Linked DNA regions of Sus scrofa: all the other regions are linked to region 1. Evidence: chromatin contacts called from public Hi-C and HiChIP or PLAC-seq data. All regions are on one chromosome and are shown on one strand. Each heading gives the region's core, a stretch centred on a gene start, on an enhancer-like site or on the middle of the called end of the contact. The rest is flanking DNA. Distances are from core to core; before and after follow the strand shown. Region 1 has its middle 160 kb from the start of COL4A2. Region 2 has its middle 290 kb from the start of IRS2. Region 3 overlaps LOC106507944 (a long non-coding RNA gene). Region 4 has its middle 230 kb from the start of IRS2. Region 5 has its middle 160 kb from the start of IRS2. Region 6 has its middle 91 kb from the start of IRS2.

What was found. Hi-C and Micro-C count contacts between places; a contact is called where the count stands out from the background. HiChIP or PLAC-seq counts read pairs in DNA pulled down with a chosen protein or histone mark.
Region 2: a contact with region 1 is called in a Hi-C map of liver, with 3 times the contacts expected there. The contact joins two enhancer-like sites. A contact is called at or near these places in 4 of 47 Hi-C or Micro-C datasets (embryonic fibroblasts, liver and skeletal muscle) and 1 of 2 datasets of contacts at active chromatin or transcription factors (skeletal muscle).
Region 3: a Hi-C map of liver shows a contact between it and region 1, with 4 times the contacts expected there. The contact joins two enhancer-like sites. A contact is called at or near these places in 3 of 47 Hi-C or Micro-C datasets (liver and skeletal muscle).
Region 4: a contact with region 1 is called in a Hi-C map of liver, with 2.7 times the contacts expected there. The contact joins two enhancer-like sites. A contact is called at or near these places in 1 of 5 promoter capture datasets (liver) and 3 of 47 Hi-C or Micro-C datasets (liver and skeletal muscle).
Region 5: a Hi-C map of liver shows a contact between it and region 1, with 6 times the contacts expected there. The contact joins two enhancer-like sites. A contact is called at or near these places in 3 of 47 Hi-C or Micro-C datasets (epiblast stem cells and liver).
Region 6: a contact with region 1 is called in an H3K27ac HiChIP or PLAC-seq map of skeletal muscle, with 6 times the contacts expected there. The contact joins two enhancer-like sites. A contact is called at or near these places in 3 of 47 Hi-C or Micro-C datasets (fetal heart ventricle, liver and skeletal muscle) and 2 of 2 datasets of contacts at active chromatin or transcription factors (alveolar macrophages and skeletal muscle).

The regions. Positions count from the first base shown.
Region 1 is chr11:76,830,822-76,835,257 of Sscrofa11.1, reverse strand. No RefSeq gene overlaps it. Among named protein-coding and RNA genes, the nearest start is that of COL4A2, 160 kb to the left of the region's middle. Within about 2 kb of position 2,322, at least 24 of the 83 cell types and tissues checked have an H3K27ac peak or open chromatin away from gene starts, as enhancers often do. A contact at or near this core is called in liver and skeletal muscle, where this site is marked.
Region 2 is chr11:76,361,998-76,366,433 of Sscrofa11.1, reverse strand. No RefSeq gene overlaps it. Among named protein-coding and RNA genes, the nearest start is that of IRS2, 290 kb to the left of the region's middle. Within about 2 kb of position 2,528, at least 1 of the 83 cell types and tissues checked has an H3K27ac peak or open chromatin away from gene starts, as enhancers often do. A contact at or near this core is called in liver, where this site is marked.
Region 3 is chr11:76,381,400-76,385,835 of Sscrofa11.1, reverse strand. LOC106507944 (a long non-coding RNA gene) reads left to right here. Exons shown (of 4, transcript XR_002336767.1): 4 at 1-452. Among named protein-coding and RNA genes, the nearest start is that of IRS2, 270 kb to the left of the region's middle. Within about 2 kb of position 2,460, at least 9 of the 83 cell types and tissues checked have an H3K27ac peak or open chromatin away from gene starts, as enhancers often do. A contact at or near this core is called in liver, where this site is marked.
Region 4 is chr11:76,423,732-76,428,167 of Sscrofa11.1, reverse strand. No RefSeq gene overlaps it. Among named protein-coding and RNA genes, the nearest start is that of IRS2, 230 kb to the left of the region's middle. Within about 2 kb of position 2,072, at least 7 of the 83 cell types and tissues checked have an H3K27ac peak or open chromatin away from gene starts, as enhancers often do. A contact at or near this core is called in liver, where this site is marked.
Region 5 is chr11:76,497,142-76,501,577 of Sscrofa11.1, reverse strand. No RefSeq gene overlaps it. Among named protein-coding and RNA genes, the nearest start is that of IRS2, 160 kb to the left of the region's middle. Within about 2 kb of position 2,332, at least 5 of the 83 cell types and tissues checked have an H3K27ac peak or open chromatin away from gene starts, as enhancers often do. A contact at or near this core is called in liver, where this site is marked.
Region 6 is chr11:76,561,541-76,565,976 of Sscrofa11.1, reverse strand. No RefSeq gene overlaps it. Among named protein-coding and RNA genes, the nearest start is that of IRS2, 91 kb to the left of the region's middle. Within about 2 kb of position 1,761, at least 20 of the 83 cell types and tissues checked have an H3K27ac peak or open chromatin away from gene starts, as enhancers often do. A contact at or near this core is called in skeletal muscle, where this site is marked.

The DNA.
Region 1 (4,436 bases), core at 1,073-3,572:
CCTGAGCCGGAAACACCCCCATTAGCCATGCCCTTTCTTTTCTGCCTTTTCTGTCGTTTCGACACCCGGATCCTGCCCTTTGCAGGCCTGGCTGATTCCTAGAGAGAGCAGGTGTCTTGGTCTGTCTTGGCTGCGAGAATGTAACGCCACAGACTGGGGGGCTTATAAACCACAGAGACGTCTTTCTCAGAGTTCTGGAGGCTGGACGTCCAAGGCCAGGGCGCTGGCAGGTTTTGCGTCCGGGGTCAGCTTCCTGGGGCTTCCCCGTGTGGCCCCCCAAGGGTGGTGCAGGTGGCGGGGCTGTGTGTCTCTTCCTCTTGGGATCTGGGAGTGTAACAAGTGATCTTTTTGACGGCGGCGAGCTTCTGATCTGTCGGCCCCACCATCCTGACGTGAGAACAGAACCTACTTTCTGCAACAGGTCTGGCTAAAGTCTTCCTCAGTTTCCCCCCACAGAAACTGTGAGAAAGTAAAGGTTTGGAGTTTGCAGCAGTAAGTTTGGTGACCTGCTACACAGCCGTGGGTAGCTAACACCGCCTGCGAAGGACTAGAGATTCGGAAACTAGGGAGATGCCAGAGGTTTTAAGAAAGGAATCCACAGGCTCCGTTTTTTTTGTTGTTGTTGTTTTTTGTTTTTTGTCTTTTTAGGGCTGCACCTGCGGCACATGGAAGTTCCCAGGCTAGGGGTCAAATAGGAGCTGCAGCTGCTGGCCTACGCCACAACCACAACAATGCTGGATCCCAGGCAGATCTGTGACCTACATCACAGCTTGTGGCAATGCTGGATCTTTAACTCACCCAACGAGGCCAGGGATCCAACCCACATCTGAATGGATACTAGTTAGGTTCTTAACCCACCAAGCTGCAATGGGAACTCCCACAAGCTCCACTTTCATTGAAGAGGGCAGAGAGGAGTGGTGGGGACAGCAGGAGAGGGAGGGGCCGTAGACAGAGACACACTGGCCCCCACTTCTGGCCCTTGTGGCAGGTCCTACCCTCTCATCTGTTCACGTGACAGCCCAGACCCCACAGCTTTAGATGGTAACTTTGAAAAGGATGCAAAGAGGGTCTGGCTGTTTTATTTGCTCTCCTCCCAAGCCCCCGCTTCCTCCTTGCCTTTTTGGGGTGTGTCGATTCTCTCTTTGAGGCTGTCCTGAGAAGGCCTTGGGTGGACCAGGGCCCCTTTCTCGCCGCATTTCCCATCTGTCTGAAGGGTCCCAGTGCCTCGTGACTCTTCCCTTCCCTGGGTCTGTTACCTCGTGAGCTGAATGACATCGGAAGACATGCCCCCAGGGTCAGTGCTAAGGGCTGGGGACACTCGTTGGCTGAAAGGGCAGCAGTTAGGGAGAGGGGCTGGCAGGAGCCGTGGCATCGGAGCTGGCTCTGCTTGGAAAGAGAAGGTGGGGGCGGGCCTGGCAGCCTTCCTCGGGTGGCCCATGGCCTCGTCCGTCTGTGGACAGGGCTGGGGTCCACTGTCACTTCCAGGCAAGAAGGAAGGGTGGGGGCTGGCCTGTGAGCAGGACGGAGCTGAGCAGCCGGGAGGTGCTCCAGGAGGCCACGAGCCCCCGCTGGGAGTCAGACTCCCTCAGCAATGGGCTTGTTTCAGGTTGGGACCCGCCCCCCATTTGTAGGCACGTGATTTCCTAGACCCCGTCCTGCAGCGCACAAGGAAAAACACAGCCTGAAAAGACTGTTCTGAAACGAAGGATGATAATAACAAGCCATCCGCTGATGCTGGAAGCGCTCTCCGAGGAGGCAGGGAGGAGCCTGCTTTCAGAATTCATTCTATTTTAAAAAAGGATGCAATGCAGTTTTCCGGGAATGGGAGCAAAACAGAAAGTGGATGAGTGACGCCGGAGGTCGGTGAGCTTGTCTCTCAGGCCGAGCCCTGACCCCGCGGGGACCCAGCGGGTGGGGAAGCTGCTCAGTGTGCCTCCTCAGCCCATAAAGGCTCCAGCAGTTTCCAAGGCGAGTCTGTGGGGCGTGAGGAGGCCACACGGCAGCGTCAGACAAAACAACGCCAGGAAGTTTCACTGACAGAACGTGCTCGGTTCTGAGCACCCGCAAGCTTTCTGGAGGAGGCCTGGTCTCCAGGAAGCCTCATGGGGGCACCTGGGGAGATGCCCCTCGGTCCTCGCCCTGTGACGCCCTGACCTGGCAAGGCCTCAGTCGCGGCGGTGGGCTGAGGACCGCTGGTTTGCGGAGAAACGGCACAGACGGGGCTTCCAGGGCTGGGCCCTGCGTCCTTCCTTGTCTGAGCCCAGAGTCACCTGACCCTGGGGCATCTGCGGCCGAGTCCCCAGGAGGCCGTCCTTCCCCAGGACGGCCACCAGGTGGCAGCACACTCCGCCCAGCAGGACACGGTCCCCGCCAAACCTGGGCCCTTTCCCAGGACAGCGGTGGCTCTGCGGAGGCGAGGCCAGGTCACCCACTGCCGCCTGGCTGCCCAGGCCTCTGCCCGCGTCCTTCCACCCACTGCCGGCCGGGCCACGCGCTCACACACACACGTACACATGCACAGCCACACAAGGCATACACACCCACACCTGCACACAAACACAAATGCACGTACACACATATATGCACGCACAGTCACACACATGCACACAAGGACACACACGTGTACACACACACACACACACACTGTGAGAACCTGAAGGCTTCTGGCAATTCCCGAGTTGAAATCCTTACCCTGGGTGACCGGGTTTGGAGGCGGGGCCTCTGGGAGGAGGTTAGGACTGGGTGGGTGAGGGTCGCGGCCCCTCCCCCTCCTCCCTGGTCGGATTCCGACTCTTGTGGCTCTTGCAGCCCTCCCCGCCCCTTCCCCACGTGAGGACACAGCGAGGGGCCGGCGGAGGAGCCCCGGCTGCGCAGACCCCGCCCCGACCCCCAGCCTCCGAGCCTACGGTCCGGGTTCAGCGTCACAAACTCACAGGTCCCACATATTCTGCGGCCGCCCATCCCCCCTGCGGCTGCCCACCCCCCTTAGTGGCTTGCACTCCTGCTCTGAAGGTCAGTGGGGTGGTGACTCTGGGCTGCCCTTGGCCTTGGGTCAGTGCTAAGGGTTGGCGCAGTCTCGTGAATGACTGCGGGCAGATTAAGTGACAGGGCAGTGTCCTGCTTCCTGGGCGATCCCCGGGCCAAGGGCTCCAGCCTGTCAAAGCCACGCAGGGCGCTGACAGGTGCTGCCTGTCCTGGGCCACCCGCCAGCTGGGGATTAGAGGCGGCTGCCCCACCCCCAGCCTTGTCCCTGTGTTCGCGGGGGTTGGGGTGCCCTCTTCGGTGACCCTCCGGCATCCACAGAGTCACAGGTGCCAGAGATGCCAACAACTCAATCAGAGCACCTGGCACCAGCCTTGAACCTGCACATGCTGGCAACATGCGCAGAAGGCATGGTGACGCAGGAGCCTATCGGAGGGCTGCCCGTCCTGTGATCCAGTGACCCTGGCTGCAGGCCGGGCGCCAGCCTGGAGGTGGAGAGGCGAGTGAAGCCCTGGTGGATCTGGGCTGTCTTACGGCAGTTGGAAGGGTCCCGGCCCAGCGCTGGGAGAGAGGCCTGGGGTCCGGCTGGCGGGGCCGCCCTGTGCAGAGCGACGGCTCCTCTAGGCCTCTCTCTGTCTTCGTTAGGAAGGTGCAGTTTCTACCCCTGTCTCCGTTTCCTGTGGCCGCCGAAACCCACGGCTCCCAACCGGGCCTTGAAGCGAGTTCTGGAGGGAGGAGCCTGAGATCAGGGGTGCACAGGGCAGGGGGCCCCGGGAAGGAGCTATGGGCGGATGTCCAGACCCTTCCAGCCGCTGGGGGCGGGGGCGACCTTGGCTCTCCTCCGCCGGCAGTGGCATCGCTCCAGCCGCTGTCCCTCACGAGGTCCTCTCCCCATGTCTGTGTCCACGTGACTCTCCTTATAAGGCTTCCAGTCACTGGCTCAGAGTCCTCTCAAATCCAGGGTGACCTCAGCTGAACCTGGTGACATCTGCAAAGACCCTATTTCCACAGAAGGTCACGCCCACCGGAAGCAGGTTTGGACTCTGGGCACCCCTTTCTGGGGGACAGGCCGCCAGGTCCAGAGATCGTGTGTCACTGTGGATTGTGGTTGAGACTTTCCTGAACAAGGCTTTTGTTCAATAACACTGCCCAGCGCCCTGGGGTCCCGAGGACACTGCTGAGCCCCTGGCAGCCCCCGCTGGCGCAGCTGCAACTCCCCAGCTGCCCTCCACTGCCCAGGCCTGGCATCTGATTAGGGTCCAGCTCAGCCCCAGACTCTCAGAGACACTTGGGGGGCTGGCGGCCCTGCAGGAGGAGAAGGACCCCGAAGGCATGTGGGCGGGGCGACTCTGCCTCCTCCCTCGGGGCGCTGCCCGCCTCTGGAAGCCCAGATCCCAGCGCAGCCCTGGCCTTTAGGTTCTGAGCGTGTGGCCAGCCATCCAGCCCAGCCCTTT
Region 2 (4,436 bases), core at 1,279-3,778, 470 kb after region 1:
AAGTAAAGTTGATTTACAATGTTGTGTTCGTTTCCGGTGTACAGGAAATCATTGTTACATGTACGTACATATATGTGCACGTGTCGTATGTGTTGCTTTTCGGATCCTTTCCCTAATAGATTATTGTAAGATATTAAGCATAGTCCCTGTGCTAGACATCAGCATTCTGTTGGTGATCTGTTTTCTGCATAGTGTGTGTGTGTGTCCATCTCAGACTCCCCGTTTATCCTTCTCCTGCTTCCCTTTCCGTAACAGTCCTTTTTTTTTTTCTATGTCTGGGGATCTATTTCTGTTTTGTGAAGTTCATTTGTATCATTTTTTTAGATTCCATACATAAATGAAATCATACGAGATTTGTCTTTCTCTGACTTATTTCACTTAGTGTGAGAATCTCTAGGTCCGTCCATGTTGCTGCGAATGGCATCATTTCATTTTTTATGGCCGAATAATACTCCATTGTATATAAGCACCGCATGGGTCTCATCCATTCCCCTGTGGATGGACATTCAGTTGGCGACCACGTCTTGGGTACCTTTATCTAAACTCTTGGTGGAGTTCCCATCGTGGCTCAGCAGAAATGAACCTGACTGGGATCCACGAGGGTGTGGGTTCAATCCCTGGCCTTTGCCCAGTGGGTTAAGCATCCGGCGTTGCTGCGAGTGTGGTGTAGGTCGGCAGCTGCTGCAGCTCCAAATTGACCCCTAGCCTGAGAACCTCCATATGCCAGGGATGTGGCCCTAAAAAGACAAAAAAAGAAAGAAAAAGAAAGAAAGAAAAAGAAAGAAAAGAAAAAGGGGAATTTGGTTTTACTTCTCTTATCGCATTAACAGAATAATCAGCCTGATATTCTGCTTCCCGTGGGTACACAGGAGGTGGACGCTGCCACCGGGAAGCTCTCCGAGCCTTCCTTTGTGTTTTTCCATGAGCACGTCTGCCGTCAGGCACATGCGATGGGAATGGGACGTTACAGAGCCTCCCAAGGTCCTGCCAATGGCCGTTTCTACAGGTATTTCCATGGGAGGGGAGAGGGGGGGTGAGTTCTTATCGCCCCGGGCCTGGAAGGGGAGAGAATAAGCAACCATTTTCATGTGCCTTTTCAGAGCTGGAGGCTCAGCAACGTCACTCAGCTGGTCCCGGGGAAGAAACCGTGGAGCATGGTCCCTGGGGCCCGAGGCACTGCTCTCAATGGCCCACACGGTGAACCCCCAAAGCTGTGGGTGCAAGACAACTAGATGCAGGTGGAGGGTGGCTGGCTCCCTGCGGCAGGGCCCAGGATCCAGGGCGGACGTGCGCTTTGCGGGCACTTGGAGACGTGGCAGCCACTCAGGCTTTTCCTTACCCACCCCCGTGGTGGACTTGCTCTGATGAGAAGAAACTCAGGAAGACAGCACCGCGTGGGAAGCACGGAGACGGTGACACTCGTGAGCTGTGACCGTGCCCAGGGCCTTTCTCCCGGTGTCATTCCCCCGGCACAGGAAGCTCATTATCAAAACGTGTCCATTTTCTTTCAAGAAGAGTGTTCCAGGAGTTCCCGTCGTGGCGCAGTGGTTAACGAATCCGACTAGGAACCATGAGGTTGCGGGTTCGGTCCCTGCCCTTGCTCAGTGGGTTAACGATCCGGCGTTGCCGTGAGCTGTGGTGTAGGTTGCAGACGCAGCTCGGATCCCGCGTTGCTGTGGCTCTGGCGTAGGCCGGTGGCTACAGCTCCGATTCAACCCCTAGCCTGGGAACCTCCATATGCCGCGGGAGCGGCCCAGGAAATAGCAACAACAACAACAACAAAAAGACAAAAAAAAAAAAAAAAAAGAGTGTTCCAGAAGAGAAAACGGGCCAATGGGCTTATTCAAAAACACCACACTCTTCAAGGCTGGCTTTGAGCACCTGAGGGTTTCCAGCCTGGCCTGGAAATCGGGCCGACAGCCAGCACCTGCTCGTGAGGTCCCAGAGGCCAAGGCTGTGCTGAGCACTGCGCCCAGGATGTGAACAGGGGGCCCGTGATAACATTTTAAGTTTCCCCCACCTGCAGCTCAATCACTGGTATGTTCTTTTATCACATCGCCTGCCCACTGATTTCTTCTTCAGAGAGCCTTTAAATGCTAATTAATTAGACAGTGTGTTCCTGCTGTACTTTTAAGTTCAATGCACAATTGCCTCCGGCATATGGTGCCAACGGCATCTGTCCCAAGATGCCCTGGAAGCGCACGAGCGGAGAGAGGAGCCCTTCCCACGTGGCCGGTCCCCGCAGCGACGTGGCAGAAGTGCACAGAGGGAGCCTCGTCTAGAAAGGAAAAGAGCCAAATGTGGCTTCGAAGCTCAGGAGAGACCTTACAGAAGGAGAAAACATGTGTTCCATCGTTCGTAATTCACCTCTGTAAACATGTAAGGAGTTGTTTTATTTTGCTTGGAAAAAAAAACAGCAGAAAAGCCGATGCCGTTCATTGGTCCAGCCACAAACCGGAATGGGTTTGGCCAAGGCCTGGGGATCCTGCTGGCGGCTGAGGACACGGCCCTGCTGGCCGCAGTTGGAGGCGGTGAGGACGAAGGCCGGAGGGAGGGTCAGGAGAGAGGTGTGTCTTCACTGGTGGCACCGGTGCAGGTAGAGCTGCAGGGATGACGCCACAGGACTGGGAGCTTTGTCCTTGGTCCTGGGAGCTGCTCTGGGCGGGGGGGGGGGGGGGGGGGGGAGTCCTTCCAGGAGCCGCCTTGGCTGGATTTGAGCCCCTCCCTGAAGCAGCTCCTGTCTCAGTCCACTTTGGCGGCTCTCACGCAATGCCCAGATTCGGAGTGTGAACAACAAAGGTTTAATTCTCACATTTCTGGAGGCTGGACGTCTGAGGTCAGGAGGACAGCATGACAGGGCCTGAGGTCTGAGGTCAAGGTGAGCGCCCGGTGGGTTTCTGCTGAGAGCCCTCTGCCAGGCCCACTGCCAACTTCCCGTTGTGCCCTCACATGGCATAAAGACTTTGAGGGACCCCCTGGGGCCCTTTTATCAGGGCACTCGTTCTATTCATGGGGGGCCCCACCTTCATGACTTAATCATCCCCCAAGGACTCACTTTCTAATTGGACCCTATTGGGGGTCAGGATTTCAACAGATGAACTTGGGAGGGGACATCTGTCCGTTGCACTTCCGTCCAGTGACTGGTCAAGGCAGTCCTATGACACTCAGCCCTGTCACCTTCATTCCAGCCACCAAGCACCATCCTGGCTCCGAGCCCCCTCCTGAGATCAGGCACCTCAGCTGCAGCTGCCGCCCAGTTCAAAGCCGCCTGCACACAGGCTCCTTCCTGGCTCCCCAGTGGCTGCCGTTCCCAGCCCATCTCCCCCGGGAGCCTTCTGTATGCAAAAGTGTATCTTCGAGTCTGCTTCCTGGGGACCTTGAGCTGTCAGAGCTGCGGCCAAGGCAGCCTGAGTAGGAGGGTCTGCCAGCTGCGAGAGCCCCCACTCAGGGCGCCTGGGCACAGACCACCCCCGGCTGCAGGCTGCGGCTCAGGCTTCCTCTGCAGGTCCTCTGGGCTGGGGTGGTGGTGGGATGGAGTTCCCAGGGAGATGCATCACCTGAGGTGTTTTAGAGGTTCCAGGGAGCCCTAATAGTTATAAGGACCGTGGAATTGCTAGTTGATGCATTAGAGGGAAAGTTCTCAGCAAAGGGTGCATTTTGCTCCCGGGGGAAGTCTGACAAATATAAGACTTTTGATTGTCACAATAAACAGGGGAGATTTGCTACTGATGGGCACTGATAGGTATAGGCCAGGGATGCTGCTAAAAGCCCATGGTGCACAGGACAGTCCCCGGAACAAAGAGCCAAATGCCCTCAAAGGCCCAGAGGGCCCCAGCTGAGAAACCCTGCTTTGAGGACAGTGAAAGGCTAAGAATGACTGAACAAAGACACGTGTGAAAGTCGGGCCCGTGTGACAACCTGAACTGTGTGTCGTGTCCTGAGGTTGGTATGCTGAAGCTGTGACCCCCCAGGACAAGCTATTAGGAGGTGAGGCCTTTGAGGGGTGACTAGGTCTCCGTGAGGCCCTGAGGGTGGGGCCCCTGCCGTGGGATTAGTGCTCTTATCAGACGAGGAAGGGGAACCGGAGTGCCCCTTCTGCCACGTGGGGACACAGAGAGAAGAACGGCAGCTCTAATCCAGGCGGTGGGCCCTGACCGGGACCTGGACCTGCCAGCAGCTTGGTCCTGGACTTCCAGCCTCCAGAACGATGAGAAAGAAGCGTCTGCTGTGTGAGCTGTCTGGCCTACGGCATTCAGTACAGCGGCCCATGCTGACCATGAGGGCCTCCTTGGCAACATATTCAGAGAGCATCCTCTTCTGGGAGTTCCCGTTATGGCTCATCGCAAATGAGCCCGACTAGTATCCATGAGGCTGCGCGTTCGATCCCTGGCCTCGCTCAGTGGGTTAAGCATCTGGTGTTGCTGTGAGCTGTGGTG
Region 3 (4,436 bases), core at 1,211-3,710, 450 kb after region 1:
TTCTGGATATGCCACGTCTTTCCTAAGGTTTTGTTTTCTAAGCAGTTGTCCCATATTTAGAGCATCTCAGGCCTAAGGGAACCAAGGTGATATGGCCATGCAATAGAACTTTAAATTGTTAGGCAGGAAGCTAAAGTTGAATTTTAGATAGAATTGTTGGACAGGAAGGCCTCCCACTGAAGTAAAAAGCATGGGTCTTAAGAGAAGGTAGTATGCGGGCGGTTCCCAGGGCAGCTGCGCCTGTCCAGGTGACTCCGATCAGATCATTCAAAGTCTTCATCCGTAAAACATGTCTGTAAAGCTTGTATATAAAATACCTACATGGCCATCTCTTTGGGTGGGATGTGGGGTGTCTTAAAGACATCAGCATCCATTAACATTATAAGTAACTATACTTCAATAAAATAATTTTAAAAAATAATAAGTCTAGGAGTTCCCGTCGTGGCACAGTGGTTAACGAATCCGACTAGGAACCATGAGGTTGCAGGTTCGACCCCTGGCCTCGCTCAGTGGGTTAACGATCCGGCGTTGCCGTGAGCTGTGGTGTAGGTTGCAGAGGCAGCTTGGGTCCCGAGTTGCTGTGGCTGTGGTGTAGGCCAGTGGCTCCAGCTCTGATTAGACCCCTAGCTTGGAAACCTCCATATGCCACGGGTACAGTCCTAGAAAAGGCAAAATAATAATAATAATAATACAAATAAGTCTACAAAAATGAAGAAAAAAAAAAGAAAGAAAGAAATCAAGAAATCAACACCCACTTGTGGCCACTCTCAGCTTAAGAATTTCTTATTCCTGACAAACAGTGCATCTGATCTCAACTTTTTTCAGCAGATTCTCAGTTTTGTTGGGTGTTATTCTTCAAATAGCTAAACCTCTTTGTGTCTCTTTTACTTTGTGTCTAAATCTGGCAGCTGTAGGTTGTTATAATAAGTATTTTTTAACTTAATATTAGTGGTCTGTGATGCCTAGTTGCATGTTTTGGAATTAAATCAATGTTTAGAAACAGTAACCAATAATATTGAACCAGTGTGTGTCTCTTAAAATCTTAAGATTCAGTGAAACAGTCAGTAATGCATACAGAATGTCTTAATCTGACAATTCAACATTTCTTTTCCTTTGAGGCTGATCTATTCTACACTTAATTACCAATAATTTCCCACCAGGTATGATATGATAAGAAGTAAATGTCAATAATTTGTAATCGTGTAAGACAGTTTAATTTTTCCTTTAGAGAGATTTATTTCTAACTGTTTCTCTGGTGTGTAGCAGTTGAAATATTAGATAATGGATTTTTATTGATTTTAAGCTGAACAGGGACGAGGTACGAAATACATTTCCATAACTCTGACGGTCATGAGACTCAGAGTGTATTGATTGCATTGATGTAACACATTTGTTCGTTTAGAACATTAACCTCATGAGAAGAGAAAATGCACTCCAGCAGGTAGATGTGGCCTGTTGCACTGGAAGGGGTGGGGGGAGGGAGGGGGGGAAGGGGGGAGGGAAGGAGGGAGGGGGACGGGAGAGGAAGAGGGGGAGGGGGCGGGGAGAGAGGAAGAGGGATCTTTTAACCCACTACAGCAGGTGGTCCGGGAACAAACCTGCGTCTCTGCAGAGCCCTGATCTGCAGCCGTCAGATTCTGAACTTCTGAACCCACTGCACCACAGCAGGAACGCCCACGGTTTGTGTTCTGACCCAGCCTTCACTCTTCCAGTGTTTTTCCTTCCATTCATACATTACCGTCTGTGTTTGTGTATAAAATATAACACCCGATATGCAGCTTAGCCATTTGTCGGGCTGCCGTTTTCATTTAACGAGTGTCCAGATCACTCTCTGCTGCCACGAAATGCTCTTCAGGACATTTCTGCCGAAGCCTCTCTTCGCCAGACGTGGCCGACTGCTGCTTTTAGCCATGGCTTTGACCTAAGCACTTTCATCTGAGGCTTGCTTAAACTACACATCTGCTGGAGCCTGGAGCTAAAACTGGGTCATTAAAAACAGAGCGCTTTAGACCTAGCAGAATCTTCCCAACTGTCTCTAGCAGAGGGTGGCCCTGAAGCCAGTGTCACCTTTGTTGATTTGCCTGAGGTCATCCCCAGCCAGAAGCAGCACTGGTCACACGCAGGGCCCCCCCCACGCCCACGTCCGGTCCCTTGCGGGACAAGACTGTGCAACAGGAGGACCCCAGGGTCAGGGACACTGGGGCTGGGCGCCCGCTCTGAAGCTCCTGCCGCTGTGACTCTAGCCAAGGGACCTGGCAGCCAGGGCCCCGTTTCCTAATTTCCGCTTGTAGCACAGCGTGTGTATTTACACGGAGTAGTGCAGGCACGTAATAAATTACAGAGACATTTAAGGAAGAGATGGTCAAGTCTTATTTTATTTTATTTTATAAGCCCTGCAGTCCGCTCCTCGGCCTGGCAGTGAGGGCTCCTGGCCCTGTGCTCAGCCTCCTCTCCCCATGGACTGTAACGTCACGGTCTGTGTGCCAGCCCCTCGGGGTGATTTGCAGCTTCCTGAGCATGAAGTGACTTGTACATGTTTCCTTAAGCAGAAGCCACTTGTGCCTCATTTCCATCCCTGCCACCAACGTCACTGCTTACCTTCTCGGTTACACTCACCGCGTTTTCATCCAGATTTGTTCTCACGATGGGAACTCTGATGACCCCGCCTCTGCTCTCCAGGGGCCTCCCATGGCTTCCCACCGCCCCTGGACTGGCTTAACCTGGTAACCTGGTCAGAGGAAACCTCACACTGTGCTCAAGTGGACTGTGCCCCCCGCTGCTTCCCCTAAGACAGTCAACTCCCCAAGGGGAAGGTCTATTTGTCTCCTCCTTATACCCCCAAGGTGTGACCCAGAGTCTGGCAAATCGGTACTGCCCACAAAATCATTACTCATGGAGTGACTCTGTGTTGTCGCCTAATCTCTGTGAGAAATAACTTCATAAGGTCCAGGAGCCTGAGCGTCAGAACTGCCAAATTTCTTCTCCCCTGGGGACCAAATCACATCAGGAATAGGCTGGAAGATCCAGAAGGAGAAAAGAATCTAGTAGTTACTGCCTGAGGCTCCTTATGCATCCATCCAACTACGGAGAGAAAGTAATTTTATTTCTTTTTCTGATATTTCCTTGTTAAAGTGTAGAAATGCACCTGATTTCCGCATGTTCACTATATCCTGCACCTTCACTGAATTCATTGAGTAGTTTCAACAGTTTTTTGGTTGGGTCTTTAGGATTTTCTATATAGAAAATCCTATCATCTGCTGATAACAATTTTATCTCATTTTCCCCCACTTTGTATGCCTTTTATTTCTTAAAAAAAAAAAAAAAAATTTTTTGTCTTTTTACGGCTGCACGCATGGCATATGGAGGTTCCCAGGCTAGGGGTTGAATTGGAGTTGCAGCTGTCGGCCTACACCAGAGCCATAGCAATGTGGGATCCCAGGTTTATCTGTGACGTACACCACACCTCACAGCAACGCCAGATCCTTAACCCACTGAGTGAGGCCGGGGATTGAACCTGTGTCCTCATGGATGACAGTCAGATTTGTTTCTGCCAAGCCATGATGGGAACTCGGCCTTTCATTTCTTTGTCTTGCCTAATTTCTCTGGCCAGGCCTTCTGTTACTATGTTGGATACAAGCAGTGAGAGTGGGCGAGGTCTTATCACTAATCTTTGAGGGGAAGATTTCAATCTCATATTTCATGATACTAGCTGTGGGCTTGCCACATACAGCCTTTACTATGTGAGGTACGTTTCTTCTACAGCCAATTTGATGGGGGTTTTTATTATGAAAGGATGTTACTGTTTTGTCCAATGCTTTTTCTGCATCCATTTATGTGATCTTATGATTTTTACCTTTTATTCTGTTAATGAGGTCTATCACACTTATTGATTTTCATAGGTCGAGCCATCCTTGCATGACAGGGATAAAACCCATGTGGTCATGGTGTATATATCCCTTTGAATGTGCTGTTGGATTTGCTTAGCTAATATTTTGCTGAGAATTTTTGCATCTATGTTCATCAGCGATAGCAGTCGATAGTTTTCTTGTGGTGTTCTTATCCATCTTTGGTATTGGGGTCATGCTGGCCTTGTGAAATGAGTTTAAAAGAGTTCCTATCTCATCAGTTTTTTGTATGAGTTTGAGACATATAGGCATTAAATCTTTAAATGAGATAGGTTTGCCCATGGGAAAAGAATGCTTTGAAGTATGTGAATGAAGCTCTACTCCCTAAACAATGGATAATCAAAGCCTTCTTTTGTGTCAGTTACTATAATTTTGTCTGTGTTTACAGCACTATCCTTCCCTACCGTCCTCCTCACACCGTTCTGAAGTTAGCTTTTGTAGGCATGAGAACGGATCTGTTTCTTTAAACTGATTTTCTATCTCTGCTTGGCTATATGCTTATTTTATGGATAGACTCTCTAAAAGAAATCC
Region 4 (4,436 bases), core at 823-3,322, 410 kb after region 1:
TCAGCTGCTGAGTATCCAAAACTTAGACAAAGGGTCAGGGGTTTCTGTCTTTTTTGTTCAACGCTGTAATGCCCAGTCCTATTATGGTGGCCAAGAAGATCAATAAAGGTGTGCAGAACGAATGATACACATTTTATAGGGGGCGTTTCTAAAAGCACGATTTGATATTGCCTGAGTCTGCCCTTCAGGCTACAATGCATTGATGACTCAAAAAGAGTCTCAAAAAAAAAAAAAAAAAAAAAAAGCCGACAAAACAGATATTTTTTTCTTTCTACAATTTCTATTTTCATGTGCAAGTTTGGCATTTTGTAACGCAGTCTGAATGAAGTCGCCATCACATTCAAAAGACAAGGTCAGCTGAACAGAGACAACAGTACAACCGTCCTCAAAAACAAAAATAGTATTCATATCCACAGGAGCACATTTTATTCCAGCCATGAACAAGGGAGCTAGAAGTGCAATGGCTCTATGGTAGCTGATGCAGTATTCTAGCTCTTTTTTTTTTTTTTTTTCTGAAAACATGTACAAGTGCATGTATCGCTTTTTTCCTCTCAAAAAAGAAAGCAGTAAAACAAATGAGAGACTGAATCTTAATTTCAAATAAATGCAAAGAAATGCAGGAGTTCCCACTGTGGCTCAGGGGTTAAGAACCTGACTAGTATCCATGAGCATGCAGGTTCCATCCCCAGCCTTGCTCAGTGGGTTAAGGATCTGGTGTTGCTGTGGCAGTGGGGTAGGCCAGCGGTTACAGCTCTGATTCCACCCCTAGCCTGGAAACTTCCCTATGCCACAGGTGTGGCCCTAAAAAGGAGAAAGGGGGGGTGCGCTGCAGTCTACTTAGTTTTCTGAGGGGGAAAAGCAAATACAATGAAGTTGATTCTGAGGCTTTTGGAAAGGGATGCTGGAAAGTCAGCTGGAGGCATGTGGCTTTTGTCAGCACGTGGCTTAGGGATGCTGTGAGCAGGAAGGGCGACCCTGCGGTGAAAGTCTGCAAAGGCAGAGAGCCTGACAGTGGCCCCAAACGCCTGCAGGGCGGCCACGAGCCCTCGGATGCCATCCGTGGAGTCAATGCCGTCTCCACCTGAATCATCAGGTTAGGGCACGCCGTCGCGGTGACCCTGACTTCTGCCTACATCGCGAGAGGATGCGCAGGATCTTCGAGGGCCGGGCTGACGTCAGCTTGTTCCGTCACACGCTCTACCCCTGAGCTGTACCCCCAGGGGGCGCCCTCTGCAGCCGCATCTTCATCCTCAACCCCCTCTGCCTGGAAGAACTGGAAAGTGTCCACCACAGACCCTCGCCAGCCACGGCGGACTGTCCTCGAGCTGGAGAAGATCGGCTTCATGGAAGAAAAACAAGGGTCCACAATGAGCCTCCTTCTGCGGGAAACTTCAAGGAAGAGCCGGGGCCTCAGGGGCCGTGACCAGAGGAGACTCCTTTGCAGGCTCACGTGCTGGCTGTCCAGGCCCCCACCGCCGTCTCTGGCAGTGGACAAGCAGTGTGAGCAGAGACAGACACTCCCTCCACTTGTGTGCGGGCTGCTTCCCGCCTGTGCCCTCTGCGAGCCCACGGCTCAGGCCTCCCGGCCAGAAACCCACAGGCCGGGGGTGCAGAAGCGTGTTGCATTTATCCACGTTTAGATGCATGGGCGCTCCACACCCCTGCGTCTTCATGGGTGCTAGTCAGCTTCGATAACCGCGGAGCCACATCGGAAACATGTAAAAAATATTGTATGTCAAGTATATTTCAAAAAAAAAAAAAAAAAAACCAGACCCACCAAAACGTCCCAGATTATGGTAATTACTTCTTATCAAAAAATTAAACCAGGACCATAAAGTTTCATTTTCAACTACTGGAAGATTTCATGGGAGATTTTTTCCCAGGATGGTGTGATGCAGCACCTAACACTGTATTTTCCTGGTGATTGTTGGCACCATCAGCACAAACATTGTTTAATTTCTGGCCGCTTCCTAGCGCTCCTTGAATTGTTTGCGTAAACCCCCATCTGCTCTGCGTGACTTAAGAACCTTTGCTCTGCCCCAGCCCAGATTCTCTGCCTGGAGGCTGATGGAAGCATCCAGTGATTGGAGGACGTGGATGGCCTGGGTTTTGTTGACTTCAGGAAGGTGAGGCGGGGCTCTGACCACTGCGGTGTCTGTTAAAGATTCGTTGTAAGTAAACAGTCATGCATGTACTTTGGCATGTAAGTTGCTATTTTTAGCCTAAACTGAGTTTCTTGCCCTATTTTTTTTTTTTTCAGTAAAGAAATGTTCGCTGTGTTATACACATTTTGAGCACTGGAAAATCATTTTTTGTGATCGATGACTCAGAAAAGAAGTAGGATTTTCTCATGGAATTATTGGTGGGGGGCCCGGAGGGGTGTTTTTCAGCTTCCTACGTCTTACTTTGGGGCATTCGCGTTGATCGGATAAAGGCTCCTCCGCGACCATCCCGTGACAATCCTGGGATGTCTTCCTGTGTTTTAAGTGGAGACCGTGCACCTGCTCTGAATGGGTCAGAAAGAAGAACTACGTCTGCAGTAAAATGCTAACAAGCCTCCAGAAGTGCACATCTTCCTCGGCTTACAGCGGGCTTGTGTCCTGTTCAAAGCATCATGCACTGAAAAGACTGTAAATTGAAAAACCTTTTAATGTACCCAACTCACTGAACCTGCAGAAGCTTAGCCTAGCCTGCCTTACGCATGCTCACCACACTTACCTTAGCCTCAAGTGGGGCAAAATCATCTTTTTAGGGCCGCACCTCTGGCATGTGGAGATTCCCAGGCTAGGGGTCCTACACCACAGCCACAGCAACACCAGAACCTTAACCCACTGCATCGAACCTGTGTCCTCATGAATACTAGTCAGACTCGTTTCTGCCAAGACACGACAGGAACTCCCAGAAAGGTATTTTAAAGTGTTGAATACATTATGCAATTTATTGTATAATGTACCGAAGGAGAAAAACAGAATGGTTGTAAATCTTGGGCTGTTTGCCCTCCTGATGGTTGGCAGACTGGCAGCTGCTCCTTCTGCCCCCGCCCAGCTTCGCAAGATGGGATTGTCACTGCACATCTCTAACCCCGGAAAAATCAAAATTCAAAATTCAAAGTATGGTTTCTACTGACTGTATGTTGTTTTAGCACCATGGTAAAGTCAAAAACCCATAAGCTGAACCATCCCAAGTCAGGGGTCTCCTGTATTTACCGCTGCTTTCTGAGGTTGAAATTGCATTTTCCCATAGAATGCCTAGCAGGAGGGGAATACCTTTTGGCTTAAATTAAACATAATAAAAAACTACAGAATTTTAGAAACATATTTTAAAACGCCAACATAAACTCAAGCATAAATTAAAAAATAAGCAGAATAGAAAAATAAATAAGCCAGCCCAAACTGAGCTTTCTTTATCTGCAGCTCTGCCTTCTAGCTGAAAGAGTGCCTTTGGTGGATGCTGAAAAAATTAGATGTGGGAAGAAGGACCTGGCACTTTCCTAACTCCTCTTATGAATTTTTTTTTAAATTGAAACATTATAATTGATTTACAATGTTCTGTCAATTTCTGCTGTTCAGCAAAGTAATCCAGTTACATTTATATACACTTTCTTTTTCTCATTTTTTTCTCCATGTTCCATCATGAGTGATTGGTTATAGTTCCCTGTGCTGTACAGCAGGACCTCGTTGCTTATCCACTCCAAATGCAATAGTTTGCATCAACTATTCCCAAACTAACACTTGGAATAGGACTAAATTCTGTTGGAGGCTGTGTGATCTCAGTGTGCAGGAAACAATCTTTAAACCGTCTAGAAGAAGGGTTGGTGTGTTGATGAAAAGTCCTTATTTGCAAGGCATTTACCATGCGCTTCCAGTTGTGCACTCCTTGCTGGTGTCACGCTTTACACTTCCTGAATCCCTGTGGCACAAGCTGTGCGTCGCTGCCTCTTAGCCACGGCTAGCTCTCCGTAGAAGGGACAGAGTCATTAATTGGGGCAGAGTGGGTTCCGTCTCCACTCTTGGGGGTTCTTGCTTAAATTAAGCCAGTCCGGGGGGCCCATTCCTCATCGTAGAACTGAGTTTAAACAGGGGTGTGTGGTCCAACTGTGGTCGGTGAGGTCAAAGAACAGATTTGGGAAATATCCCTTTGCCCTTTAAAAAAGCCCTGGAGAGAGTAAAGGACCATTAAAATCATGCTTGTGACCCTTGGCTTCATGACCTTGTAACCACGAGGGGTATTAAGCTGAGGAGCAAACCTAGAATGAGAAGAGCCCAAGAAGGCAACGAAAAATAGAAAACTTTGGTCTTTGTTGGCTTTGAAGAACTTACTAGACGGTTGAGCCACGGTTTCCTTATCAAATGTCAGAGTCGATGCTAAAGACCAGTGAATTAGACTTTGGTGTTTCTCACTTCAGCAGGTCCTTAAAATAATTCCATCTCTGTGGG
Region 5 (4,436 bases), core at 1,083-3,582, 330 kb after region 1:
TACAGGTCTTCTTTACCCATTCCTCTGTCCATGGACATTTTGGTTGCTTCCATATCCTAGGCTGTTGTTCCTTCTTTGCAAGGTCTCAGGAGCCTTGAAGTTTCTCCCACCAGGGCTGTGGAAGCAATTGCTCCACCTGGATATGAATTTGTTTCCCTCTCTCTTCTGGCATCTCCTCCAGATTCTATGAATATTGTGAACGTGGTTAGGGCAGGGAGGGGGCAGATGGAGGTGCTATGTCATAGATAACTACCATAAAAAGGATCACCGCTGCTGCCAAATGAACCATGTGACCACGACAGAGTGAGGGAACTCAATGGCTGGCCCATCAGGAGAGTCACTTTGAGATGCTACCAATTTCTCTGAGATGCTGCCCTCACAGAAACACACCTCTCTTTGGAGACATGTTCTGATTATTCCCAAGACAAAGCCCTTTTCCTTCTAACAATCCTTCCTTTTGTGCCATAAGCGATATTATTTGGTTTCAGAACTGGTCACATGGAATAAGTGGGCATCAACATTTTTATCGTTTCCAAAATTAAACGCTCCCTTAAAATCTGATGATTTCATCCACCCAGGATAGTCAAGGGGCTGCACCCTCTGATGAGAATTCTCAAAAGGTGAGCGCCAAGAATGTTTGGAAGGAGAGAAGGATGATGGACCTGAATCTCGGCCTATCAGGGATCACAGGGCCATTGACAGCCCAGGTCGAAAGCTGGTATTCAAAGGACCTCCCTCTCTGCACCAGGCGTGCCCAGGTGTGTGAGGAGACGTGTGTTGGGGTCTCTGCCTACAGGCAGGAAAAGAATTTCGCAGGTCCTAAGCAAGGTGAAGAAAAGACAAGTTTATTGAGGCGAGAGACGCTGTTAACACAGCGGGCCGACTTCCTGCTCATCAGGAAGCAGTGACCCCGGGCACATGGTCGTGTCTGCTTGTACCGCCCAGAGACAAAGGCGTGTGCGGAGAGGTCTAGGCACCCACCTGCTGACCTGTTGGTTGGCTGGGAGAGAACGGGGTCTTCGGGTACACTTGCTGGCTGGTTGGGAGTGTATGCTGCCCCATAGGGGCCGGATGAGGAGTGGGCCACACACCTTTCCTGGTGGGGGCGGGAAGGACTAGGCCAAGCTGCTGGGGCGGGGAGGTCCTAGGAACATTCTAACAATTACAGCGAGACAGGTCGTGTGACCAGGGTCTGGCAACTCTTAAATCAGCCGAGGCTTTGGAGTTTTATCTCCTTGGAGAGGTCTTCACATCCCAGAAAATGGACCGGAACCAGCCCTGGCGAAGACCCATGAATGCGGCCTGGACTCTTTGGATCTTGAAAAGCACATTGCTGCCTGATATATGACTTTCTTCAACCTGCCTGGCCCATGGGCCATTATGAAAAGATTCCGGATCTGAATCGTGGATGTTCCCCACTGTCTGTAAGTAAACAGTAGCTTCCCTCCCCAGCCCTGGGTGGCCCGGGGGGAACGCCCCGTCCCCTTCTCGGGTTGCCTGCCTCCGGCTGTTCTCATAAAACGCAGCGATGCTTTCTTAGGGTGTATGAATGAAGTCGGCTCGGCTTCAGTTGGAACAAACGCAGTGAACCTTGCGAAATCGCCCATCTTCTTCCTGTTGGCAGGTCTTCACTGGAACCTGTGCTTATTTGTGCAGGAGAGATCTGTGTTCGCAGCTAATGGAAAAGGGAAAGTGGGAGGAAGAGCCAGGTGAAGCGGGCAGGAAAGGTCTCGCTGACAAACGCGGGTGCGTCTGAAACAGATTTCTGGCTGTGCGGGCGTGCGCACGTCCTGACCTTTCTAAAGAAATCGAATCTCATAAGGTGTAAAAAATCGACTAATAACAGTGAAGCATGGAGGGTGCTGCTGGAGCTCGTGCTCGTGATGTGGGGGTGATCTTGCTACAAGCAGGCCGCGCCTGCGTGTCTCTGCGTTTCTACTCTCGGATTTTCAGACTTTGGCTCATTTTAAAGACCAAACAATTCTGAGAAGCAGGTGGGGGATCTTTCAGGATCCCTGGACAGCGGGAGGCCCCTGAGACTCACAGAATCCCAACACCTGGCCTGGGTCTGAGGCTGCGAGGGTCGGACTGCAGGGCGGAACCAGGTCCCCTCGCTCCCGAGCCACTTGGTCTCTGTCCTCTCCAAACAGAGGTGAGCTGGCAGGCTTTGGCAAGTGGAATTTTCAAGGCGATTCTGGTCGGCACACAGATGTACTGCGTCAAGTCAATGACGTGTCTCCCTGTTAAAACAAAGCACCAGGCTCACGGTTGTCCCCTTGTGCGTAGATGGTGGCAAATTACTGTTTGCCAAGCCTCTGTCGCCTCCCTTTCCGTGCTCCACTGAGATCATGGAAATGCCAAGCAAACAGCCAGGGAGTAAAATGCCTCGCAGAGTATTTATTTAAGAGTATTGTTGCCGGATATGCACGCAGATAAACTCTGTGTAATGAATGAGTGACTTTGGAGGCCAAATACCAAGAAGGCATATGCTGTACCCAGGGCGCCCTGGCCAGGGCGAGGTCACTGCGGGCCCCCTCAGGACATGCTCTTAAAAAAGGCCAAGCTCTGAATCCACAGAGGCTGTGGAACCTCGAGAAAGAGCGTGGGACACATCCTGGGCCCTTGTCAGCTGTCAAGGTTGGGAGGAGGCAAACTGAAGTCTGTGGACGTGGAAGGCGCAGGAGAGACCCCGCAGGGCCGGCCCCTGCCAGTGTGTGCTGGCAGATGTCCAGAAACTTGCATCCTGGGAAGGCCGGCCTGGGCAGCCTGAAGGCTCTGGAATCGGCCAAGACTGGCGTCTGGGTGAGTTTGCCAGAGAAGCAAGAGCAGGTTCGCTTTTGGTGTCCTGGAGCCCCGATGGGAGAGACAGGAAACCCATCTGGGCTTGGGAATTCAGTGTGAGGGCTCCCAGCATTCCCCCTTTCCCTGTACATGCAGCAGACAGACAGACAGACAGACAAAACGCAGACCGCCTGATCTGGAATAAAACACAAAGCAGGAAGCCCATGAAGGCCTCTGCATGTTTAATGAGTATTGACTTTTTAAATTGGTTTTACAAGGAAAGCTTTCTGACTGAAATACAGGGTTGAAAGGATGGCCAGGAAGCTGGGCCTGAGCACCCAGCTCTTTCATTTATTCTCCACGTTAGGACGCCTTCTTCTACCGCCCCCCAGTCTCCCCTAAGCGTGTTTCTGCGCCGCAAATTGTCTTACATCAGAAAACACCGCGATGCCATCTCATGGTGTAGGGAACAGGTTTTTCACACGTAGACCTGTTTGTTCGGCAGCTGCACAGGATGCAGGCTGCGGGGTGCTGGCGAAAGGAGCACAGGCCTCCCTTCCTCCCGGGGTCTTCTTCAGGGAGCCGAGCTTACTGTTTTACAGAATAAGGACACAAAGAAGCATATTTGATTGATAGGGGAACACATTTTATTGCCTTTTTTGATTTAGCATCTCTACCAAATGCAGCGGATTATACTCTCCATGCCATTAAAGCAAGATTACTGGTCCTGTTTCGTGATCAGTATTCTGATTGGGCGGGGGGGGGGGCGGGAATCTTCTGCAAAGCTCTTCGTTATTTAAGGCCTCCAGTGGGTGGCGGTCGTGAAATTTCCATGGAACTCTGGTAGAAACACACGTGGTCTTTATGCATGAGGCCTGGAGGAAGCAAAAGACCGTTTTTCCTTTCCTTTATTAGACGGCCTTAGCGGGAGACACCCGCCAGCTCCCAGGGGAGGCTGGGGGGTTTCCATTGCCCATGTGCAGGAACGGCTCACAGCAGGTGCACACCACGCTAGGTCGAGGGGGGTACCAAATGAATGCCCATTTCATAGATGGAAAGACCGAGCAGTAACTCTCCCAAGAAGAGAAAATGTGCCAGTTGAAAAGCAGACGGGAGAATTTGAGAGGCTCCAAACTTCTCATTGACTCCTCAACTCAGGACTTTTAAAAAGTGGCCATGGGATGCAACCAAAGTTGTTACTCACTGACGTCAAATGCCGTCTTTCCAGTCTCTTCTCTCTTGTCACAGACCCAGGAAAACCCTCCCTCTTTCTCTCATGAATGTTCCCTTCCACTTGGATGCTTGCCTGCTTCCAATAGATGATCTTGCACCTGCAGCCACCAAACAAAGCTGGCCAGTCCAGGTAGCCAGCATCCATGGGCGCTGGTGCCAGGGGACCACGCACACACCTGCCATCACACATCTTGTCCCTTCTTCTGTCTATGTGCAGCAGCAGTACACTTACCCAGCAACCAGAGACGGTAGGGGTAGCTTTGCAAAAGCACAGGCTCTGCTTCATGGGGAGCAGGGCATGGGAAACGGCACCATGTGTGAAACATAACCCCCACCAGCCCCAAGTTCCATCTTTAGTAGTAGGATCTGGACACTGACGCCGTTTCTCGCTGACCCTCCCATCTGCAAGGTCTCTAAGCTGA
Region 6 (4,436 bases), core at 512-3,011, 270 kb after region 1:
CTGAAGACCTACCGGGTGAGACGCGTGGTCGGACGTGGGCATGGAGGCGGCCCGGCTGGGACACGCGGATGCACGAAAGCACCGACACGCCCGGGACCGGCAGGAACCAGGAGCCCATCTGAACCTCAGAACCGGACCTGGCTCTGGACCCTGCTCTCTACTTCAGGCAGGCGGCCCAGGGGCTTGTGACAGCCGACCCCAAGGCTGCGGCCACCAGCAGGGGACAGCGGGCAGCAAAGCCCAGGAACCTGCACACACACACACACACCCCCCCTTGGTGAATGTGGCCTGGGCCCTCGCTATGCAGTGATGGGTTCATCATCCCGCCTTTTTGCTACAGAGCAGAAGAATCGACAGGGCTGTGATCTGCCAGCTAAGGCGGAGGAGGGCGATCCAGCCTGCCTGCCCCCCCTTCCCCCGCCGCCCCCCCTTGGAGTCAGGCAGAGGCTCCCCTGGGGACAGGCAGGGGTGGGGAGTGGGGGCAGGGCCTCGAAGAGGAGGAGAAATGGTCTCCCATAACCCACCGCAGGTCTCGGGGCTCATTCAAATTTGAATTACAACCTTTCCTGCCAACGCGCTAGCAAACGCGGCTCCAAACACTTCATCTCATACCAGTGGGGCTAATTTTGCCTGACAGCTTTAAGCCCTTTGGAAAAATATCAAAAGGAAAAGGGAGGATTGTGTTTCTAACACGGGGACGCCTCAGGTGGCCGGGAGCACTCTCGAAGGTACCTACGTCTTTATCAGGAGCACCGCCCACCTTGCCGCCGCGGCATCTGAGCTCCAGGCAGTGTCCACGCGAAACGGTTTCTCCCGAGGTTCCTTTATAGCCCTTATCTGCAGGGCATGTATCACACTGTTGAATCTCTGCTTGGAAACAATTGTATTTTCAACTTGATTGTTTTGTTTGTTTTTTGCTGTTAGAAGCTGCTTTTTGTTCCCAAATATAGAATTCTGGGGTCAAAGTAAATACCTAGTCAACAAGGCAAAAAAACAAAAGAAAAGAAAAAAAAAGAAAAAAACCCACGAAAAACAAAAGCCCCCCAAAACAAAAATAACCCCCCCGAAACAACCCAGAAAAAACCCAACAAAAGAAAACCCCCCAAAAGCCGTCTCACAAGGCCGTGGCTTGCTGTGGGCTCTCAGCAGGGGGAGAGCCCTAGGCAGGTTTCCTGGGGGCTTCTAAGCAGGTTTCAGAAACTCCAGTCCAAACAGGAATTCCTGACAAATTCCTGCCAGCTCGGACCTCCAGGCCCTTAGCAACAGGCACAGTCTTTTGAATTTGCTTAAAACTATTAAGAAGTAATTAAGTAGTTAAAGGGTCTTTTTCAGCCTGGCTGAGTTTGGGAGGTGGGTTAAAAGCAAGCCCACAGCACGCTCCCTCGGCAGCCTGGCCTTCCTTTGAGCTGACCTTGCACGCTAATAAATTCATCCTGTATTTTTCTGCTACTGCCAATTTATGGCCTACAGGAAACTAATCTTGTACAATAACTACCTTCCTGTACTTAGTCCCTAAATGGGGCCAAATGGATTCGACGGCGGCCGCGCTGCCCGTGAAACAAAGCTGAGCCCGCAGGAGCCCGGAGGCTGGGCGCTCCGCCCCCGCCCTCGACCCCACCGCCGCCGTCAGGAGGTTCTTGTTGTGGCTGCGGCGCCCTGAAGAACGGAGAATGAAAAGCAGTCCTCGGTGCGAGGCTTCCCACACAGATCTCAGCTTCCACGGGAGGGAGGGGGAGAGGTGCCCTTTGAAACAGGGCCAGATGCACGGCCAGGAAGGTTAGGGAGCGAGCCGCACGTGGGCCAGCGACCTGGGGCAGGAGCCCTTGGATGCTCTGGGTGTGAAATCCACTCCAGTCACGCTGGAGTGGATTTGGTACTGAGCCCAGAAAAGAACCGTGTTCTCCTTTTAAGTCCGTTGCATTATTCGGAGCAGGGGGGCGGGGCTGAATTTGAACTTGGAGACTTTAATCAGTAGGCTTTACAGCCAGGTCGAGATGGGCAGGGACTCTCACCCAGGACGTGGCCAAAAGGCAGGAGAGCCTCTGGGATGCTGATGGGAAAACCCGAGCTTGTCCTTTGAAGAAACCCAAAGGGGGGCTCCTGGGAGCCCTGGGTGGGCCCCCTGCCCTTTGCAGCATCATGGGTGCCTGTGGAGGGGCAGCTCAGCCACCCTGGGGTCTGTGCCCAGACCCTCCCTTCCTCAGACCCCAGCTGCCGGCTCAGGTTCCTGGAGGGGATTTCTCACTCCTGGGGAGGGAGGGGGCACAGCAGCAACACCCCATTCAGACCCCACCGGCCCAGCTGGTTACAGCAACAGGTCAGCCCTGGGGCTCCGGGTGCCGCGCCCGCCTCCACACCCCTGGGAGTGCCCCCTCATGCCCCTTTGGGGCAGCCACTGAGATGGTCCTGCCGGATGCCGGGGATCTGTGTCCAGCTGGATGCCGTCTCTATGTGACCAGAGCAAGGATGTCCAGCGCGGGACCCTGGCCCCTTGTGCTGAGCGTAGTGGGTGCCAGGTCCCAGCTGCAAGACAAGACTTGACCTGCTCTCGAATACGAAGATTCCAGGGAGTCACTCAAAGCACAGCGGGGCCGTGGGGGTGGGGAAAGGGGGAGGGGTCTTCTTCCAGGAGGAGCGGAGAGGATTGACTAGAAGGCCAGGCAATGAAGGAGGGACCCCGGAATGCTGCTCCCAAACTCAGGCTGGCTGCTTGAAAAGGGGCCTTTTTCTAGTGAGTTCTGCCCCGACAAAGTGGACGCCCCCCTTCACAGGGGCCTGCGACTCCACGGAGGGCGGGCTGAGAGAGCAGCTCTGGAACGAGACAGTGGGGTGTCCAGCCCTCTGATCACAGGCCGTGACCCCGGGCCAGCCCCCCGCGTGGTTGCCCTGGGGGCCCAGCTGTGGGAGCCAGCACGCACTAGTCCCTTTCCCAGGTTGACTGTGATGATGACAGAGCAGAGCGACCGTAGCCACGCTGGTTCTGTTTTAATTTTCCATGGAGATGTAAAGGATATATGATGTTCTATTAGCTTCGGCTGTAAAACGTATGGATTCCATACTCTCCCGTGTGTGAAACGACAGCCACAGGGAGCCTAGCTGATGGGTCACAGGCACTGCCTCGGTTAACCCCCGGTCCTCGGGTGTCCCCTCCCGCGGGGGCACTGATTATACTCTCTTGGCAGGAGGGTGTGGTGGTCACATGAGATGGTGGCACAGAGGATTTAGCACATGGCGTAAATGGCAGCTCGGGTTATTTTTAGCCTTGCCATTATCCCCGTCCTGAGATTCCCCGGTCGTCTCTCAGTGGATGTGCACTTGACTGGACTCCAAAAGCAGACCTTTCTTGACCGGCTCTGGCGTCAGCCGCTCCCTTCCTCCTGGGTTGGCCGTCCAAGGACATCCCCTGTGGGTCTCACCAGCCTTTATTTAGGACGCTGGCACACTGCAGGGGGTTCATCATTGCACCCGCGCAGGCAACTGGGAGCCCATGGGCCACCGCAGCTCAGGCTGGCATGACCTGGACTTGCGTCCCCTCAGCTGGAGGCGTGGAGATGGTGCACCCCACGTGGTGGCACAGGCTGCCGGGGGCCCCGAGACTTATTTTCATTCCACGTTTGTACCCTCCCTTCATGCATCAAGGAATCAGCTATAGGAAGTCTGAGTTTTCCAGCAAAGCACAAACTACTTACACAAAAGTCAAAGGTAGAGCGAAAGGAATCGTGTCCCTGAACCTTTAGAGAACAGGTTGCCTACGTGATACCTCAGGACCCTTGACCGTTTCAGTGCATGTCTTTTTTTTTGGCCGTGGCGTGTGTGGCTGATGCGGGATCTCGGTTCCCAGGCCGGGGATTGAATTTGAGTGTCTTCCACACACACACACATTCTCTCCCATGACCCCACAGAGCTAGCTGGCAAAGCCAGACTCAACAGGATACCTGGCCACCGGAGTCCCCGTCCGCCGTCCCCCCCATCCCCCGCCCCCCGCCAGCAAGCACCTTTGCCCCCAACGTGGTTTGAAACCAAAGGGTCCGCTTCAGAAGCTCGAGCTGCCTGTAATCCTCAGTTTCTTTGCCTCCTCTGCCCTGGAGAAGCTCCTGGGTCTTCCCTGGATTCCGGGGACTTTGGCTGTGACGACCACAGCCATTGTGGACAATTTGAGATGGAGCCTCTCCAGATGCCCCCTCGCCCTGTGCTCCGCTGTGGCTCTGTCCACCCAGGGTGGCCAGCCCCCTGCTCTGACCCACAAGGGAGCCTCAGGATCGAGTTGTCCAAGAAGGGAAGGTATCGAAGAGAAGAGGGTGCCCTGAAAAAATGTTTTAAGTTTCAGCTAATTTCTAGGACACGGTTAATAAAACCCACACAAATTCACCTGTTATGCTCTAGGGATTAACAGGCGTGAAGCTTGGTGACCGTGAGACATGTCGTCACCCAGATCT